3 separate regions of the Mus musculus genome follow, and all the other regions are linked to region 3. A link is a contact called in public ChIA-PET and HiChIP or PLAC-seq data. All regions are on one chromosome and are shown on one strand. The core of a region is the stretch at or near the end of the contact, and the rest is flanking DNA. Distances in the headings are between cores, read along the strand shown.

Region 1 (3,482 bases), core at 462-2,961, 530 kb before region 3:
TGGGCAACACATGAGCTTAAATAGACTTCTAGCCACGGTAAGATTAAATTCTTAGTATTTACTAACCTTGTGGGGAGACATTTCACATAGGTTAATGGTGCTTTTTTAGAAGCAGTCTGTCTTTTGTGCTTCCACTCTATTAGGTTTGTATCAATTTTTACTTTTCATAATATCGATATTTCAGTTGATCATAAGAAATATGTGGGAGTGGTCAACAGGGACACCTTTAATGTAAATATTAATAGAATGTGAATTGTGGTAAGATCACTTAAGTCTGATTAGGCAGTTGTGCTATTTTGATTAAAGTAATAAAGTTAAAAATAGTATAATATTTGTAGTCTGTATGTCTAAAAGATGATAGAAATCCAAAGCCAATTCTCTGGCAGAAAGAGTCATCACCGATGGCTAGTTGCAACCCCAATTTTATAATTTATTTAACACCAGTGGCCTAACTGAACTCTCGCACTTCAATAAAAGATATCTGGAACTCAGAGATACTTGGGGTTCCCTGCCACGTTCTTTTCACATGTCCAGCAATTCTGCAATAGCTTGAGTCTGGAGTACACAACTGGAAGCATCCCTGGTCTTGCCGACAGTCTTAACCCCACCCCACATGTGGTGGACACGGCACACTGTTTGCACCTCTATTTGTGTAGAGTCTGGTATTTTAAAATGCAGGAGCTGGATGCAGAGAGCAGCTGAGGAGCTACTGTTCACAGGACATCTTGTCCATGTTGGACATCTTGCCCATGCTGGCATCTCCTAACAGAAGCCACTGCTCCTAACAACTAGGGGATGGAGCGTACAGGATTTCACGATTTCATAGTGCAAGGGGGGAGGGGAGTTTTAGTTCAGACCTGGACAATTTACTGGTAGGGAGTAAAAAATGTAGATCAAAAAAGAAATAGATGACACTTTATTTGCTAAGTTGCTCATTTCAAACACTGGATGCTTAATTTTGAATCAGTGAACTGGGATCTCTATTTTCTATCAAAAACCCCCAGAGAAATGCCACTTTCGAGGCTTGCTTTATGTTAACACCTGAGCACAGGGAGTAGCTACACTGCTCTTTAGGATTGTTAAGTTCAACCATCTGAACTGAAGTAAATCTTTTAAACTATCTCTACTGTCAAATGGTGAAGGAAGCAATTCTTGGACAAGCATAGACACATTTCAACCAAATATGCCTTAACATGATAGAATGTGATGCAAAAAAAGCCCCCGGACACACACACACACACACACACGCACACACACACACACACACACACACACACACACACACACACAGAGCACGCGCACACTCACATGCATGTGTGTGCACACGTATACAGGGTTGAAGGGGCATAAATGAAAATTTATACTGCTTTACATTCTAAAGAAAGTTACCAAGAGAGTTCTAAAGATGTTATCAAGGATGATCAAGATGGGATTTTCTTTTTCCTTCAGGGGTGGTGATGCTCAGGGAATTTCTAGAAGCTTTTGGATCCACAGCTCTTACAGGTTGTCATCCGATTTCTACGTGACCATGTGTGTATGAAAGCCTGGAGTGAGCTGACGCTGTTAAGATGGAACATATAGACCACCGAACAGTCTCAAGCTGGGGAAGACGGGGAGAATCAAACAGAAAGAAGAAAGAGTTCGTGTCACTTACCTATGCAGAGAGCCTTTCCTGTGCCGTGTCTCCGTGTCTCAGTTCCTGTCTGTACAGTGGTTTCTGTGATGAGTGGCAGTCACAAGACAGCCAGAGGCCACTTCCTCCACCTAAAAGCCTTCCTGCCTTTCTCACATGAGATGCACGAGTCCAAAGTTCAGCCTGTAAAGAGCTCTGGGTAGCTTTTGTCATCATTTCACAAGCTCTCTACATTAGTCCAACGTATTTGCATAAAGAGTAAAGTCGCAGTCACAGGTGCTTGTGTGTACAGATTGCTACAAGCTCTTTATTCTTAGTCTTACACCACAGACTTCTGGGGAATGAGAAAACAAGCCCTGTCACGTTTTCTTACAGAGACAAAAGTGTCTTACTTCATTTCCCAGTCTCCCTGGAGACGCCTTTGCCCCGTGCCTTCTCACCCGCGTCCACCCCCAGCACACGCACCGTTTGCTCACCGTTTGCTCTTCATCATGACGTCCCTCACTGCATGATTTATTTGTTTGGTCCCTGCCCTCACACAAGCAGTGTCTGTAACATCCAGTGCTTCAATGTTCCCTCTTTTGAGCTTTCTCCCTTCTACAGGATTGTTGGACATGTCACATAGACCCTGATCTCTATCTGATGGCTGAACGCTCTTAGCATTTCGGCATGGGTCAGACTTTTAAAGACTACATTTGCATGGTTGCTTGAGTTCTGTTTACACTCATTTCTTGGAAGAGGTCCACAGTTTGAAAGAGTCTTAGTGTACAAGATTCAAATACTCCATGAGAGTACCTTTTTCTAGTAGGAACTCATATCTATCAGCTTTAAATTATAACACAAGTTTAATTTCAGTGATAATATTAGCACAGCTTACTGAAAATGTCCAATAAAATATCTGCCTGTGCATCCTGAAATCTGGAAGTTACCCAATGAGACATTGAAACCACACGGTGCTTTTCATGTCCCCAGAACAATCATACCTAGGGGCAACTCTTTTTTTTTTTTAATTTAATTTTATTTTTATTAGGTATTTTCCTCGTTTACATTTTCAATGCTATCCCAAAAGTCCGCCATACCCACCCCCCCAATCCACTACCCACCCACTCCCCCGTTTTGGCCCTGGGGTTCCCCTGTACTGGGGCATATACAGTTTGCAAGTCCAATGGGCCTCTCTTTGCAGTGATGGCCAACTAGGCCATCTTTTGATACATATGCAGCTATAGTCAAGAGCTCCAGGGTACTGGTTAGTTCATAATGTTGTTCCACCTATAGGGTTGCAGTTCCCTTTAGCTCCTTGGGTAATTTCTCTAGCTCCTCCATTGGGGGCCGTGTGACCCATCCAATAGCTGACTGTGATCATCCACTTCTGTGTTTGCTAGGCCCCGGCATAGTCTCACAAGAGACAGCTATATCTGGGTCTAGGGGCAACTCTTATCAACCATGTCATAAGATCCATTTCAAACGAGCTTCTTTTTACTTTGAAAAAGAAAACAAAAAACCTCCAATGATAAATGAGAAAAATATAAATATACATAATATAAATATAAAAATTATATAAATGTAAATAATATAAATACTAATTTGTAAAAAGTTTAAGAAGACACGGGTACAGCCTCTTTTCTGCTCATTACAAGAAGCGAAATAGATGCTGTCTGAGGTGAGGTTAATGGACACAGTGATAAAGGCTCTCACTGAAAACTGTGTAAAATCAGCTGCAAAATGAACGACGGTAGGGTTGTAGCTGGACGAGATCAACATCAGGACCAGATTATCCTTCACCAATGTTTCATGGGGGCTTCTCTTCCACTGGATCTTATTTTAAATCAGCCCACGCATCATTTTCCCT
Region 2 (3,943 bases), core at 1,032-3,531, 530 kb after region 3:
GCAATTAGTAAGAGGGCTTAAAACAAAAGGCAAAGCCCTCACACAAGAAGTCATCTGGCAAGCAAAAGTTTATAAATATTTCCCAAGTGCACAGTAAAGTGGAGCAGCCTGTGTTGTCACAACCCATGCCAATAGCAGCTCAGCTCCATATTCATGAGCTTCATGTTATTCATAAGCAAACCAGAGCCCTCTGTTCAGAGTACATTGTTGCAGTATGATCTGGAGGCCACTGTTGACTATTTGTATGCTAACAGCTCTGTTGGGCTGTATGCACAACAAAATTCATCTGCCTTCTATAAGGCATTTGTTCATTTTTAACATGTAAATTAAAATCGAAGTGCTATTTGTTTATTTATTGCATAGCTCTGCAAAGTTGTGATTTTCACATATACACACACAAAGAGGATATATATATTGGAGAGAGACTTATATATGTATATACAAACACACACACACACACACACACACACACACACACACACACACTAGCATAGTGCTTTGAAAGTTAACATCGTGGATATTGACAGGATCTCTCCTGTCAATGCTAGGGTCTGAATTATAGAGGCATCACCTCCTGGTTTTTGGTGGGACATAGCAGATCAGAGGTGGGATGAGAGCAATGTCAAGTTTGGCCTTTCTCCATTGCTCTGCAGTACAATGGTGAGTGCAAGACACTCTTTTTTAGAGTTAAAGGTTCAATGTAGGCTCCTTCAGAACTTTCTCTGGAAGGATGGTGCCCATTTCCTCTTGTTCTCTCTTCTGGACTAGTGAATTAATGGTTTCCTGCTATGAGTTTTTGATGCCCCAGAATCTCCCAGTTTCCTTCATTCTGTCCAGACCTCTACAAATCACACTTACTATAAACTTCACACTGTATACACTATAGCCATGTTGGTAGAGTATTACTGTCAGAGTTTAAACTTAAATCATGCAGACTATGAAATCTGAGTTCTCTTCTCCCACTGCTCACATGTAAAGCTGCAGAGATAGGGAGCATGGACTTTCTCAAGCTGGTCTCCATTTGAGCAGACCCACTCTAAACTATGACAGAATATACTATGATAAAGTAATAAGGAAGTCACCCAGAATGTATCCTGTTTCCTTGGAAAAGGAAGTATGATAAGTGATACTCAAAGGTCTTTATGATTGAATATGAACGTTTCACATGGCATCAGTCTGGAGAGACTATTAAGACTCTCTGCCTTCATAGGAGGAAATCAAAGCTCCCTGAGGAGATGTGTTACTTATGTACTGGGACTGGTACCCCACTCTATTGCTGGCCAAACATTCATTCTTCTGGATTAAACAGCCCATGTGGGCTCCTAAAACAATACCAGGAGGACACTGAAGTATCAAATGACAGACTCCAAATTTCCACATACATTAATCAACAAGAGTAATTCCTCTACTTGAAAGATATCGCAAAGTACAAACAAAACTGTAGTCTCTCCCTAAGAGCCACAAAATAGAGAATGTACTTCTATGCTAAATATGTGCAATTAATCTAGCCAGAGACTTCAAGACTATAAATGGCATCAAAGAATTTTAAAAAAAAAATTAATCTAAACCTTGGCTGTTTTCAAGACTTCATTCCCTCATTTCCAAACAGCCAGAGCTATAGTGTTTATGTGAAGACAAAAGACAATGTCTACCTCTCTCGTTATGAGCATTGGCAATCTGCTTTGGGAAGTGGGTAGTGAAGTGGCTTCTTTCAAATCAGAAACTATATGAACACCCTGTGTGCTTATTTTTTCCAAACCACTTCTACACAAAGACACAAAGCACCTAAGCACCAAACATTTTCTTGATACTCTAAAATGTTAACTTTTACATAACACACGGTCTGGTGTTAAGAGTATATAGTTTTAGTAGTATTGCTTATTATTGATGTACTAAATATTTCAGGTAACCATCAAACTGGTTCTTAGTTTTTTATTTAAATTAGATTACATTAGTAACAAAGAACATATAGTGTCCCCCAAAGGGGGCATGTAAGCAAGCCCTGTGGTCCAAATCACAAGGATTAGCATTGCTAACTATGTGTGTATTAGTCGAGTCTGGGAACAGTGTGCTTGCTCACTCCTTTACTTTAGGTTTTATTTCAAATTTTTAAATAAATCCAACTGAACAGAAATTTTGTTTCTGGCCTTTCCTTTCATGAGGAAGTGATTTGTCATTGCAATGGAATCAGGTGACCCAGAAACCCTCAGCTGCAGCACTTTACACTTCACTTCCTGTCCTTTCCTCCAAGCGAAAATTTATGTCTTTACACAGACTGTGTAGATTTATTTAAAGACTGTTTTCCACTGATGGTTTCCAGCCACACTAGAGGCGTGTTTTCAGCACTGACTGCTCTGGTAACATCTGTCGGCAGGCAAAGGACGTCACAGAAAAAAATCCTCGCAATTCCCTCTGCGATTCTAAACACCAAAGTTTAAGGCAGAAATCCAGATAATGCCCACTGTCACCTATATCCCCAGTCTGCATGAGAGCCAAGGCCATAAATAGGGTATTCCCACAGAATGCATCACTCCACAGCTATCTACTCACTGATAAAGATGAATGGACCCCTGATGTGTGCCAGACCTTGTTTAACTCACTCTGTGTGAATAGACAGAGTGCTGCCTGCCTCAGGAGAGTCTGAAGGCTAGGAGGGAGGCAACTGTCCTGAGAACCAAGTCCAAAGAATAATGATGATGATATTCTAGAGTATGTTCCATGCTACAAGACATGCTGTGAGTAAACTATTCCACTTAACATCACAGCAATCGTGTGATCTGAATTCCTCACATAGGGAAGCTGAGTCCTAAGAGATATTATTCAATTTGCCCAGCATGTGAAAATATCAAGCTAGAATTCAAATTCTCACCCTTGCTTACATTCCCCAAACAAAAGACTTTCTAGTAGTAGTGTCATCTAATCTTAGTAGTAGGAAATGATGGTACATATCCAAGTCGAAGACATTTAAATTTCATCAGCTCCCACTAAAATTCATCTTCATCCTTTTGGTTCAGGAGCTGCAAGGACAAAATGACTCCATTCAGTTGCCCATTGTGCCAGAGTCTCTGAATCTAGATGAGATCCTGCCCTCAGAACCCAAAGTGACTTCACCCTGTTTGCCAGAACATCCTGGGATTGGGTCATTCCACAGCACAATACTGTGTTCTGGTTGCATCCTGTCAAGAAGCACAAGTAGCAATATCTTCCCCTTCAGTGACTTTGTTCCTATTTGGTTAAGTTTGCATACATGGGATGGTTCCACTCTAAGCCACTATCTCCCCCTCGATTGGCAAAGCAAATGTCTCACTGTACTAGTTCTGGTCTCTTGTCAATCAAAATCAATTCTTCAGCCAGCTAACCAGAACCACAGATTCTTACTATAAAATATCACTCAAAGGTACCAAAAGAGTCTTTACTTCACTGTGAATCTTCAAAGGCCAGGACTACTGCCCGAATTTCTCTCTGCATTATCTTCTAAGCACCCATAGAACACCACAGTGAGCTGGCAATGGTTCAATAGCTTGTCTACCTCAAAGTCCCAAACTCCTATAAAACTTCTCAAAACAACATGGCCAAATCTGTCGAACAGCAATATCATACTGCTGGTGCAAATTTTCTGTCTTAGTTAGGGTTCTGTTTCTCTGAGGAAACACTTTGACCAAATGCAACTTGGGGAGAAAAGTCTTTAATTCAGCTTACAGTTCCACATCACAGTCTATCATTAAAAGATGTCAGGGCAGGAAATTGGAGGAAAGAAGCAAAGCAGAGGCCACAAGGAGCTACATACTGGATTGCTTCTCATGGCTTGCTCTATTAGTAGCCAACTTTTTTAAAATTTGTGTTCTGGGGATCAAGACTCCAGCCCTCACACATATACTGCAAAAGTTTTGCTTGATGAAGTGCTGCCCAGACAAAGAAGTATTTCTCTATCAAGCTGACTCCC
Region 3 (3,674 bases), core at 303-2,802:
TCCTCTTAACAACTTTAATCATTTTCCAAACAACAGTAACTTTCAGAAGTTCTGCCTCCCTGAGCCTGGAGCCTGGGGTGGGAGGCCTTGCTCACTGCACCTGCAATGCAGCCACACCTAACTTCTCCCTGTTCCCAGGGCACCCACGTACTCTGACAAGTTTCAGCCTCTTCATTTACTTCTCTGCAGAGTGCTCTCCTCCTTCCCCTCCTCCATCCTTATTTGCCTGGACTCCACCATACTCCAGAGTTCTGCACTGAAATCTGTATCCCAGCACCTTCTAAGCCTTTTATGGCGTTTACTAAACTATGTCACAGCATGGAAGCATTTAACAAACCCACCTAGAGTAGTAGTGGACCCCCTAGCAGCAGAACTTTGGAAAGTGGGCTGAACTGCTGTCTGCAAGATGCTTGCTTTTCAAAGGCATTTAACAGAAAGCTTATAGTTATAAATGAGGGTTCGATAAGGTTGAATTTCATCTTATCTTTGCTTTGGTGACAATGGAAGTAGATAAGTGTTTTCATGTTTTCAATACAGACACTATTAATGAATCCTGTGTAGTATATTCTTAGAACTTGATTCCCTAAAAGCCAGAGTCTGAAGAAAGAAAGAAAGAAAGAAAGAAAGAAAGAAAGGAAGGAAGGAAGGAAGGAAGGAAGGAAGGAAGGAAGGAAGGAAGGAAGGGAAAAGAGACTTGCTAGTCTAGATTCTCAGTCACGAAAATGAGATTTCTAAATATTACTCCATACCCATACACACACCCAGGCTCAGGCCAGGTTGCTAATTAAGCAAGTTCTTACCATAATTACCTAGTCAGCCTTAATGGATTTCCAAGTTTTGCTGGGCCTCACTGGTCCTGTAGGGTCATTTTTTTTTCAATTGTTAAAACAGCTGCTGAGTTTCAAGCCCCAGAGGCTGAATTTGCAGAGGCAAACGCTCCAGAGTGAAGGCTGGGGCAGGCGGTCTGCGAGAGTCGCCTTCTACGCTTGCTTGCTCGCTCGCTCGCTTCCTCCAACCTCCAGTCTTCCAACTGAACACTCCAGATCACTAACCAAGCTCAGAGTTCCTCTCCATTGTGCTCCCCGGCTTCTGGACACTGAGATGGTCCCCCGTGCGCGTCTAGTCGTGCATCATTGTTGGGGGTCTCAAAGGCGCCCTCCCACCCCTCTCCCCATCCCCGGTGGCAGGGACCTAAAGAAAGCAATGTGTCCTGTGACACCACCCCCCACCCCCCCAACCCCCACCAGACTGCAACCCCACGAGGGTCTTGTGTGAGGAGTACTTGGTCGTTGGACCGGAATGTATGCGCGAGAGAGGCAGCAAAGGAACGTGTGTGTGTGTGTGTGTGTGTGTGTGTGTGTGTATGTGTGTGTGCGTGCGTGTGTGTGTGTGTGTGTGTGTGTGTGTGTGTTGCACGCTGGCGCGCAGCGGGAGAGAGGGCGCGAGGCACGAAGGGGGAGCGGCGGGCAGAGGAAGGCGGGGCAGCGGGCAGCGGCGGGCGGGCTGGGAGGGGCAGAGGCTCAAGCTCTGCAGTGACACCAGGAGCCAGCGCACACTCCTTGCCCGGAGCGGCGAGAGAGCAGAGCTTAGCGAGCCGCGTATGAGCCGCCGCCTCTGTGGCTGGTGCACGGGGCTCTGTCTCTGCAGCCCGCGCCGGCGTTTAGCGAGCCAGTCGTCCGGCAGTGCCAGCTCCACGGGCGCGTTCAGTATCCTCCCGCCACCCAGCGCCCGCACTGACCAGCGCTGTCCTGAGACCCCCGGGCCGGCGCCGCCGTCTGCGCCACTTCGCAGCAACTTCTGCGGCTGCGTGTCGCCGGCCTTCTGCTTGTGTTGGAAGTTTGCAGCGCCCGCCACAAAGTTGGGACACTTGGGCATTACATTTGCCCTAGCGTGCACGTCCCCTCGGTTCGTGGATCCTGGTATTTGACATCTTGGTAGGATCCCCGGACCTGGGCTTTTTCCGCACCACACACCCCCCGGGAAGAAGAAAAAAAAAACCAACCAAACTTTCTTCTTCCCACTAGAAAAAACAAATTCTTTAAGGTAAGGAGCAAGATCGAATCTCACCTCCCCGGGCGCCTTCTTGCGCCGGTGCGGACCTGGCCCGACTGCATTTGCATCTAAGGGCTGGTTTATGGTCGGGGTTGAGGTGCATCCTCACACAGGGAAAGGAGCGACCAGAGACTCTCTAGAACACGGACGTGGGCAGCTCTCACTGAGTTGGTCGGTCTGTGGCTGGGTCTCTGATGTATTTGGTGGGCAGACAGCGGCAGTGCTGGGGAGGTGGACACGCTGCATCGGGCTGGAGTGGAACCCCGGAACCGCCCGCTTTATCCTAGCCCTGACTAGACACTGACTTTGGCCGGTTGGCGGTGGGCTCTTGCTTCTCTCCCCGGGTTCAAAGTCCTCCATATGTGCTAGTTCTGCGGGACTGGGTGTTGGGGCGGGAGGTGTTCGGGGGCACTAGCGTGGGTCTGCGAAGCTTACAGGACTCGCGGAGTGGAGCACGGAGGTGGGCTCCATGCAGACGGTGGCTGCTCGGCGGTGGAAGGAATCTTCTGGGACTAGCCCAGCGACCCCGCGCTTTCTCCTCATTTGTCCTCTGCCACGCAGACCAGCATCCTTAGAGAAACTTCCCTAAGCTGGGTGGTCTAGGTCCCGCTCATACTTTCCGAAGCTTAGCAGAGTAGCTACGGAGGTCCGGACACCCTCCTTCCACCACAGCGGCCACCCTGTGTGGTGACCTCTCCAGTGTGTGTGTGCCGGCCGGAGCTCTCTAGTCCGAGCCACCTTTCTCCTTGTCGCGCGGGCAGGGAGCCTGCGGAGTTAAAGCGCTAGCTTACAGACCCGCTCCGCTCTTCCCTGGCGGGCGCTTCGCAACTGTGATTTGGTGTGCTCTTTCATTTTGTCGCTCGAGCTTCATTCTCAAACTCTCTTCCCCGTCCCAGGCCGAGGTGTGAGAATTCTTGAAGTCGGTCGCTCCAGCTGCAGAAGGGTGGCTCGGAGCTGGCTCACTCCAATCCCACAGGTCACCACCCTCCTCCTTGTCCCTGCAGGGCGCTGTCCATTATTTGCTCTGGGGACCGTTAGCTCCCTGAAACCAAGACCTGGAATGGGAGAATAAACCTTTAAAAGTCTCTGATATATATAAACAGAGTTCTTTTAAGTAACTTGGGGTGGCAGTTTGTTTACTTCTTTTAGTCCCGCTAAATCCCAAGGAATGCTTTATTTGTTTATTTGCCTTGAGCTGAGGGGTCTCCAACACATAACCTTCTCATTTTCTCTCTACCCCTCTCCCTACTTGCTTTGTGGCCCGCTTTTTCGTTTTTTTGTTTTCTTGTTTTGTTTTTGAGAAGGGGGTCTCCACACCTCCCCATCTCCTCCTGCAGGGTTTCTAAGTGCCTTTGAGACACTTGGAGGGGGGTGTTAATCAATGGTAATAAATAGGACCCCCCACTCCATTTCCTGAACCATTTTAAGCAAGTAAAATCCTCTGCGAGCTCAAAGAAGTGAAGATAAAACAGATAAAACATCCCTCCCTCCCGAGGGAGCAGTTACTGAGGATTGGATGCTGCGTTTGAATTGTTTTATTATCCTGAAAGAGTGATTGATGGATGCAAGAGGCAATGCGCATTCTAAGCAGAGTGTGCTAGGAACCTTCGGTATTTATTATT

Evidence for each region. ChIA-PET counts read pairs in DNA pulled down with a chosen protein or histone mark. HiChIP or PLAC-seq counts read pairs in DNA pulled down with a chosen protein or histone mark.
Region 1: an RNA polymerase II ChIA-PET map of memory CD8 T cells shows a contact between it and region 3, with 61 read pairs. The contact joins the promoter of Hpgds here to the promoter of Ndnf in region 3. A contact is called at or near these places in 10 of 39 promoter capture datasets (the 3T3-L1 cell line, 3T3-L1-derived adipocytes, the HPC-7 cell line and 7 more), 2 of 484 Hi-C or Micro-C datasets (CD4 T cells and CD8 T cells), 2 of 115 datasets of contacts at active chromatin or transcription factors (effector CD8 T cells and memory CD8 T cells) and 1 of 9 other capture datasets (macrophages).
Region 2: an H3K4me3 HiChIP or PLAC-seq map of neural tube shows a contact between it and region 3, with 4 times the contacts expected there. The contact joins the enhancer-like site here to the promoter of Ndnf in region 3. A contact is called at or near these places in 6 of 39 promoter capture datasets (cranial neural crest, embryonic stem cells, hippocampal neurons and 1 more) and 3 of 115 datasets of contacts at active chromatin or transcription factors (embryonic stem cells, neural tube and stem cell-derived neural progenitor cells).

Annotation. Positions count from the first base shown.
Region 1 is chr6:65,143,019-65,146,500 of GRCm38.p6, forward strand. It overlaps Hpgds (hematopoietic prostaglandin D synthase), which reads right to left and starts at 1,712. Exons shown (of 6, transcript NM_019455.4): 1 at 1,655-1,712.
Region 2 is chr6:66,198,045-66,201,987 of GRCm38.p6, forward strand. The region is part of intron 2 of Gm36408 (a long non-coding RNA gene); the gene reads right to left. Among named protein-coding and RNA genes, the nearest start is that of Gm36408, 72 kb to the right of the region's middle. Within about 2 kb of position 2,282, at least 27 of the 459 cell types and tissues checked have an H3K27ac peak or open chromatin away from gene starts, as enhancers often do. A contact at or near this core is called in neural tube, where this site is marked.
Region 3 is chr6:65,670,059-65,673,732 of GRCm38.p6, forward strand. It overlaps Ndnf (neuron-derived neurotrophic factor), which reads left to right and starts at 1,553. Exons shown (of 4, transcript NM_172399.3): 1 at 1,553-2,043. It overlaps Gm36144 (a long non-coding RNA gene), which reads right to left and starts at 1,189. Exons shown (of 2, transcript XR_869148.1): 1 at 801-1,189.